Regions from separate parts of the Mus musculus genome. Here all the other regions are linked to region 1. The links are chromatin contacts, called in public Hi-C maps. All regions are on one chromosome and are shown on one strand. The core of a region is the stretch at or near the end of the contact, and the rest is flanking DNA. Distances in the headings are between cores, read along the strand shown.

What was found. A called contact is a pair of places that touch in the nucleus more often than the background predicts.
Region 2: a Hi-C map of neural stem cells shows a contact between it and region 1, with 4 times the contacts expected there. The contact joins two enhancer-like sites. A contact is called at or near these places in 36 of 484 Hi-C or Micro-C datasets (the AtT-20 cell line, brain, cerebellar granule neurons and 22 more) and 2 of 115 datasets of contacts at active chromatin or transcription factors (astrocytes and embryonic basal ganglia).
Region 3: a Hi-C map of cerebellum shows a contact between it and region 1, with 2.8 times the contacts expected there. The contact joins two enhancer-like sites. A contact is called at or near these places in 7 of 484 Hi-C or Micro-C datasets (cerebellum, embryonic heart, nephron progenitors and 4 more) and 2 of 115 datasets of contacts at active chromatin or transcription factors (cardiomyocytes and embryonic basal ganglia).

Annotation. Positions count from the first base shown.
Region 1 is chr4:142,879,330-142,882,029 of GRCm38.p6, forward strand. No RefSeq gene overlaps it. Among named protein-coding and RNA genes, the nearest start is that of Gm42341, 230 kb to the left of the region's middle. Within about 2 kb of position 1,357, at least 20 of the 459 cell types and tissues checked have an H3K27ac peak or open chromatin away from gene starts, as enhancers often do. A contact at or near this core is called in brain, cerebellum, neural stem cells and 1 more, where this site is marked.
Region 2 is chr4:142,266,339-142,269,038 of GRCm38.p6, forward strand. No RefSeq gene overlaps it. Among named protein-coding and RNA genes, the nearest start is that of Gm35531, 29 kb to the left of the region's middle. Within about 2 kb of position 1,418, at least 37 of the 459 cell types and tissues checked have an H3K27ac peak or open chromatin away from gene starts, as enhancers often do. A contact at or near this core is called in brain, neural stem cells and stem cell-derived neural stem cells, where this site is marked.
Region 3 is chr4:142,135,640-142,138,339 of GRCm38.p6, forward strand. All of the region lies in intron 11 of Kazn (kazrin, periplakin interacting protein), which reads right to left. Among named protein-coding and RNA genes, the nearest start is that of Gm35581, 9.9 kb to the left of the region's middle. Within about 2 kb of position 1,287, at least 7 of the 459 cell types and tissues checked have an H3K27ac peak or open chromatin away from gene starts, as enhancers often do. A contact at or near this core is called in cerebellum, where this site is marked.

The sequences.
Region 1 (2,700 bases), core at 107-2,606:
GAACGTGAGGCAGCCATCACATCACACCCACAGTCAGGAAGCAGAGAGAAATGGATGCTGGTGCTCAGCTCATTCCCTTTCTTTTATTTCACTCCAGGTCCCCTGCCCATGAAATAGTGCTTCTGCACTCAGGGTGGGTCTTCCTTCCTCCCTCGGCTAAACCTGTCTGGGAATGACCTCAGAAGCATACCCTACCCAGAAGTTCATTTCCATGGTGATTCTAGATCTGTGATATATGTTGATAGTCAAGATTAGCCCTCGTATGTACAAAAAAGGGGAGAGGGTCACCACCATTGGCTTGGACTCTCAGCCTCCAAAACGATGAGCAGTGAATACCTATGATCTGAGCTGCCCTGTCTGTATATTTTGCTATACTAAACCAGAGGCATCACAGAGGGATCCAGGGGGACCAGCTAAAGATGAGAAGAGTGGAATTTATATGTGACCAACCTAGATTCAAGGCTCAGAGCCAAGGAAGCATTTCTGCCTCTCTGGTTCATGGTCATCGTCAAAGAAACAGGGTAGGGTGTAAAACTGGGGAAAAAAAAAAGCTGCAGTATGTTTGCCTGTAGCTCATGAGAGTGAAGATAGAGAGCACCTGACATTTTCCAGCCTGTAGTAAACTCTGGATAAATGTTAGATCAAAAAAGATGCTGATTCTGGGTCTAGCTCAACAGTCATCACTTTGAGGAAGCGGGGCTCTGTAAGTTCTCATTAATCCACTTTGCAGTCTGAGGTTTGCACAGAGCCCACCCTGGGGACGTGTTCCTGCAGTGGATGCTAGAGCAGAGAGTGCAGATGCTGGAGGCAGAGAGGAGGGAAGGGGAAGGAAGGAGAGGCCCCAGGAGTCACAAGACAGTGATACCAGGAGCTGGGCAGAGAGTACTGGTAAACCATCTGGACAAATGGGATATGAAGGGTTCCAGAGAGCTCTGGGCAGGAGGGGAGGGAGTGGTTTTAGATGCCTGACTATGTCCTGCTCAAGCTAGGAAACTTCTATGCCAGGACCTGCTCCTGCAGGATAAAAGACAACCATAGAGGGGGGAGGGGGAGCCAAGCCCTGCAGAAGCAAGCTGAGCTTCCTATTTGACACCTGCTAAGCAGATGAGACAGGGTAAATCCAGTCACCCTGTGTGATGTCCCATGTTACAGGCCATCTGCTGCATAGGCTTCTCGGGGTCGGGCACCAGATCTTCCCAGGGTCAGGGCTGAGGCTTTAACAGCCAGACCAGGCTGGGGCACTGAGGTTCAAAGAGAAAGAAGCCCCAATTTGTGCTTCCAGTTCTTCCTGGTTGGGGCAGGCACCACACTGAGGATAGGCTGAGTGGTAAGGGAAGAGTGCCCCCTTCTGGCCATCTACCACACTTCATGGTGTTCTTGGGGCAGACACTGGACAATATCCCTTAAACCCAGATGTCCAAGCTCTCTTGCCCTTGCCGACAGACATCCCAAGGCCTTTGCTCTATGGTTATTAAATTCTCTACCCTGAAAGCCCATCCATTAGCAATTCTATTAAAATTCCCCTATAGTCCTTATGAAATCACAAGGGACACCAAGGTCAGGAAAGGATAGTGTTCTCCCAAGGTCACAGCTCTGGAGGGAAAAAAAAAAAAAAAGCCTGACATTGCTGTTAAGAAGGGCCAGGCCCCTCTGATATATCTGTTAGCAATAGTAGATCAGAAAATGCAGGTGCGGGGGGGGGGGGGGGCTATAGGGGACTTTCGGGATAGCATTTGAAATGTAAATGAAGAAAATACCTAATAAAAAATTGGGGAAAAAGATGTAAATAACCAATAAAAAATAAAAGAAAATGCAGTGAGGGGTGGAGTGGGGGTGGGGGTGGGGAGGAAGACAAGCCTTGGAAGAGAGCAAAGGCTGGGGTACTTAAGGGCACACAATAGATTAAGCAGACATTGTCAGCAAAATGACTCCTCTCTTTCTGCTGCATCCAGATGCCTTTGTCTTCATCCTAGCCCTTCATTGCCTAGCTGTGCAATTCTGGGAAAGCGACTCAACCTCTCTGGGTGTCAACTTCCTAATCTATAATATGGGTAATCTGTTTAAATAGCAAGGTTTTTGTTTTTTTTTTTTTTCTGCACAGAGAGCCTAATAGATCAGACCCTAATATCAGCCTCATGCATCATGTCTAGCTGAGCTGTTTCTACAGTGCTGGGATGAGCCTCTCAATGTTCAGACAGAACTTGAAGGTTCTGCCACCTGTTACCCTTGAGCTGTGTGTCACCAGGTAGACAGGGTGCAGTCGGGAAACAGCTGAGTTACACTGCTGGGAGCCTCAGCTACCCACAAGCAGGGATCTCATGGCTAGGCACCAGAAGAAAAGTAGATCAGGGAGAACCGGGGAGAACGGGGCTGAAGAGATGGCTTAGTGGTTACGGGCATTTGCTGCTCTTCCAGGGGATCCAAGTTTAGTTCCCTGCTCACAGTAGGCTGCTTACAGCTGCCCGTAAAGCCAGACCCAGTGGATCCGATGCTATCTTCTGGCCCCTGTGGGCACCTGCACATATATGGCATACACATGGCATGAGAAAGGGGAGAGGGAGAGAGAGAGGGAGAGGGAGAGGGAGAGGGAGAGGGAGAGAGAGAGAGAGAGAGAGAGAGAGAGAGAGAGAGAGAGAGAGAGGTCGGGTTCAGCAGGTAAAGGGTCTTGCCACCAAACCTGACAACCTGAGTTTTGTCTCT
Region 2 (2,700 bases), core at 168-2,667, 610 kb before region 1:
AGTCACCCCAACCTACCCACTGTCACCACAATCCTGGGACACTGACTCCAAATATGTACTTCCTGTCTCTTTTTCCACGTCAGAGGCTGAGCTACGGTCACTCTCCAGCAGCAAGGGAGGATGGGAAAACTGGGAGCTGACTGGAGGAAGCCGGCCCGCACATATGGCATGGTTTGAATGAACGACGTCTACTGTAGAGGGTCCTCCCTCATCAGTCTGTTGAGAGCCATCTTGAGGTCCCAGCTGGACATTCAAGTCAAAGGTTCTGGATGGTAGGGCTTGGGTTGCCACTGAGTGCACAGCAGGTCCCCTTCTGAGGACAGAGAAGACACTTGCCCCACAGTGACTCAGACTTGGTGCTGGGGCTCCGCCCTGCTTCTATCACACATGTGTGTGCAGTGGGGGAACTGATTTCCCTTCTCTGGGCCTCACTCTTCCTTCTGTAAAATGGGGGCAATTGTAACACTCCATCCTGGGGACTGATGGGAGAGCCAGATGTTCAGATGTGAGAAGGGAGAGCCAGATGTTCAGGTGTGAGAAAGACTTAGCATCTATTAATGAACTGTCACTTGGCGATACAGCACGTGCACAACACAGAGCCAGTCCTAGTCTGGTGCCTGCTTCCCACGGTTTTCTTCTTTTCGCTCCCTGCACTGAAGCTCTTCCTACAGTGATAGAGAAGCCATCTGTGTAGAAACTTCATTGATTGATTGATTGATTGATTGATTCATTCATTCACTCACTCACTCACTCATTCTTTCATTCACCTAGCATTTCTTCTGATCTCATTATATCGTGTTCCGACCCCCCCCCCCCATCCTTGCTTGTGTGTCTCCTTGGCTTTTTTAAAGGAAGCTGTTTTTTATCTTACTTGCATTCACTGGCCTTGCCCTGGACCATCTTTCCTTCACATTGCTGGCTCTCAACTCTCCTGTCATTCAAGCCTCAGCTAAAGTGTACCTCTCCCTCTCACAGCCTTCCTGGCTACCTGAGTCAAGCCCAGTCTCCCACGCCCTATGTCTGCCTGCTTTGTTTTTTTGGACCAGGGAGGGGCAGAGTTTCCCTGCTGCTGGGGATGAGGCTGCCTCCTCACTTTCTACAGAACACAGTGTGAAGTCCCTCTGTCACTGTGAGACCTGGTATGTCCCACCCTCCCGGAAGATAAGCCTCTTGCTGGGTCATACATTAGGTTATGATAGGGTTGTGACCCCCATGCCTGGAGCCCTGGTGTGCCCCCAGAGGACTGGTGCTTTTGGTCACAGGCTGTGGGGGGTCTTTAGCAAGAGATGTGGGTGGGATTGGAAGGGAGTTAATGAGAGAGCCTGCTGATCTGGCAGCTTTTCTAATTAGGCTGTGACAGCTCCAGACCCAGCCAAGGAAATCGAGCTTCATATGCTAATCAGGCTCAGTCTGCTATTTCCCGGCTGGCAGAGTTGCCCTGAGCCTGAAGTGTGTGTGTGCCCAGCATGCAAGCCACTGGGGATGAGGGACATAGCTTCAGGTGGTAGCTGAGCTTCTGGGGCACTCAACTGCCCTGGTTCAGGGAGAAAGAGGCGTGGGTAATGGGAAAAAGCTAACAGCGAGCGGGTCAGCTACAGACCCTCCTATACTGAAAGATGATAGGCCTTGGATGCTCAATTTCCAAACCTCATCCCCTCTGATGCTGGGCAGTCATCTGTGTCAGGTCAGCTACTGGCCCTGGGACACTGGCCTATGTCAACACTGGGGCTGTGGATGCTTCCTGCCCAGCCTTGGGGGGGGGGGGGGGAGAGAAAGAGAGAGAGAGAGAGAGAGCGCTACACTACACTGGCTGCCCAAATGACACACACAGAACTTGTTGAGTTGATTTTCTTATTACTGATAAGAGCCTAAAATCTTAGATCTGGAACTAGAATCTGGAAGACACATGCCCAGGGATCCATCCATTCATCCATCCATCCATCCATCCATCCATCCATCCATCATCCATCCATCTATCCATTCATCCATCCAGTCTCTACTGTGCAATCCACTTAAGCACAGGGGACACAGAGAGAATGCTGTCTCTAATCAAGGACTTTATTGCCCAAGGACTGTAGATCAGCGTTTACTGACTGTGTGCTCATCTTCACGGGTCACAGAGGGACCCCTCTCTCAGATCTGCAGGCCAAGAAGGACCTTAGAGGAGCTGCATGAGACAGCCGAGGGGCTTCAGTGGGCTGTCGTCAGGCATTTTGTGTTCTTGACATCCCAACATGCCCTCTCTTTCCAAGGATGCTGTGGGTTAAGGCAAGCTGGGGAGCAGAATCACTTCTCAAAAAATCACTTTTCACAAAAGAGAGGCTTTTGGGAACGATGAGGCAGGATGTGGGAAAGCAGAGATAGGAGATGCTGACCGAAGTAACCTAAGTGGGGCAGGGCTCACAGGTTTGAGCCCATTCAAACAAATTACTTATGTTTAAATACTTGTTCCCCAGTTAGGTGAACTGTTTGGAAAGGATTTGGAGGTGTGTCCGTGTGGGGGGAGGTCTGTCTCTGGAGGTGGGCTTTGGGATTTCAAAAGCCCATGATGCCATTTTAATGCTCTGTCTCACCCTTGTGGGTCAGGATATAAAGCTCTCGGTTATTGCTCTAGCACCGTCCCTGCCTGCCTGCTGCCATGCTTCCAACCATGGTGGTCATGAACTCACCCTCTGAATCTGTAAGCCCCCAAATACACGC
Region 3 (2,700 bases), core at 37-2,536, 740 kb before region 1:
CCTAATACTGGGGTCCTCAACTGCTGCTTTCTAGGGATATCCTCCACCTCCTGGTGATGCAATAGAAAGCAACTAGGGAGTTCCCCAAACCAACGCTCACTAGAAAAGACTTCATCCTGATGTCCCCACTGCTCCCTGTGTGTGTGTGTGCAAGCACGTGTGTGTTAGATAGTGTCTAGTGCAGCCCAGACTGGCTTCAGCTTCTTACACAGCCAAGGGTGACCCTGGTCTTCTGATCCTCTGCCTTCATATCCCATGCCCTGTTACTAGGTGGCACTGGAGATGGAACCCATGTTCTAACTGTGTTAGAGCCCTGAAATATATCCCAAACCTCTGGTCTTGCTTCTCAAACACTAATTCTCTGGGGACCTTGTTCTCTGGGATACAGCTGTGGAGAACACAGGCTAATACGCCCCAGCTGCTTATTCAAGCATCTTCCCTGATCTGGGCCTCAGGACACCACCATGCAAGGAAGGGTAGCTGAGGAGGCCATTACCACATCCCAGCGGCCATCACAGAGGGAGACCCAGCTATGACTTTGATATCTAAAGGTCATCTACCATACAGATATTGGTTTTTATTATTGTTTTTTGAAACATGGTTTCTCTGTGTAGTCCTAGCTGTCCTGGAACTTGCTCTATAGACCAGGCTGGCCTCGAACTCAGAGATCTGCCTCTGGGCTGGAATTAAAGGTGTGTACCACTACCAACCAGCCATAGAGATTCTTTATAAGCTCACAAAGAACTATTTTATCATGCACATTTCTGTAGCTGTCCTTTATCAGGACAGAGCCCACCTAGTAGAGGTCCAGGTTGAAAGAGCTTAAGAGTCATTTGTCATAATAGAGAGGGATGTGGGGGTGATGGGGGAGGCCTCTGTGAGGTCTCTTTAGTTAAAATGTAAGTTGGAGGTGTTCAAAAACTGTGTTGTTTGAAAGCCAGACCTGAGAGTGCTTGCTTGTGATACCAGCTACCAGAGAGTATGAGGCAGGAGAATTTCAAGTATAAGACCAGCCTAGGCAACTTACTGAGTCCTGTCTCAAAATAAAAATAAATAGATAAATAAAGAGTCCTGGGCAATGAAACCTGGTAGTACAGCACGTGTCTAACACGAGTGAGCATCGGTTTCAATCCCCTGTACATTTCCCCAGGGCAAGATTCCACGATGCAGCCAGCCCTCTCCTGGGTTCCCAGAGCACAAAGCCAACAGCAGTGGGCCAGTGCCACATTGTTGAGGTGTGGGGCGCAGCTCTGGGCCACTTGCTGATTCATCCCTTACGGTTGGGGTGCCATATGCCTTGCCCTGCGGGAGAGGAGCTGGCTCTCAAGTCCATGGCTCAGGTATGACAGGACTGGGCTTGGCCCACAGGACAAATGCAGGTCATACTGGTGCCGTTCTGGCCAGGAGGAAGGACACAGAGCTTGCGCTGGACCCCAGCCTACTTCTGCTGTGTAGTCTGGCATTACTCCTATGGGGGTAGAGCTTTTGGGCACATGAGATAAGGCCGATGGGAAGACTGCCTTATAACAGTAAAGTAGTACCAGGCTGGGTCAGAGGCCATTGTGTGAGCCAGTGGGGGTGAGGGGATCTTTCAGCCAGGTCCTGCACCCCAGAGGGCAGGCATACCTATAGAGCCTGGCCCCTCCCAGTTCTAGATGCTGGGATTCAGCCAGACTCCCCTGGCTCAAAGCCCTGGGTTCCATGCCCAGCCCTGTGCAATTCAGGCATAGTAGTGCTTACCTACAATTCCCACACTCACAGATGTGACTGGGCCTCAGGTTCCTCACCGGTAGGTAATACAGGCTGGGGGTTAACAGAGTTAATTACGGAACACACAGCATGGAGCCTGGCCCATGGCGTGTATGCTTAATGAATGTTAGATATTATTGTTGTTACTATTATCTGTTACACGGGTTGGAGCCTGGGAGTATGATCGGGAAAGCATGCAGAAAGGCTACTGAGGATGGCCCTGGAGGTTGAGTACTGCACAAGCCAGGGTGTCAGTCACCCGTTACCCCAGGACCTCAGCATTTCCCTAAGGAACAGCTCTGGGTGACTCTACTTCAGTGTCGGACTAACAAGTGCCATTTGGAAGGTATTCTTTCATTAAGGAGGTGCTGGCAGGGCACTGTGGCTCAGTGGTTGGGGTTTCCCTTGCATGCACAAAGCTATAGGTTCTACCCCCAACCCCAGTACTGCTGTTTACTAGACGAAAGCACAAAAGGGGGGCGGACTTTTGGGTTAGTGTGGCCCCACTCTTTTTTTTTTTTTTTTTTTGGTTTTTCGAGACAGGGTTTTTCTGTATAGCCCTGGAACTCACTTTGTAGACCAGGCTGGCCTCGAACTCAGAGATCCACCTGCCTCTGCCTCCCGAGTTCTGGGATTAAAGGCGTGCGCCACCACGCCCAGCTTGGCCCCACTCTTAAGTGGCAGAGCAGTACAAGGGCCAGCTTGGACTCTGACCAAATCACGCTTTTCTGAGTAAATTTTCTCCATGTTTATTTGTTTTTCTTTAATCCAGCGTTGAGAGGCCAGGCTAGTTCTGGAATAGCAAATAAACTTCACCCTTGCAAGTCTGACTAATACTTGAAGTTTTGGAAAACGAGAGGTCCGAGGCCACTCTTGGATGGGTAGGGAAGTGTCTGATTGATTAGTAATGTCTGCCTGAGGCCAGGCGCAGACTACTGTGTCTCAGGTATG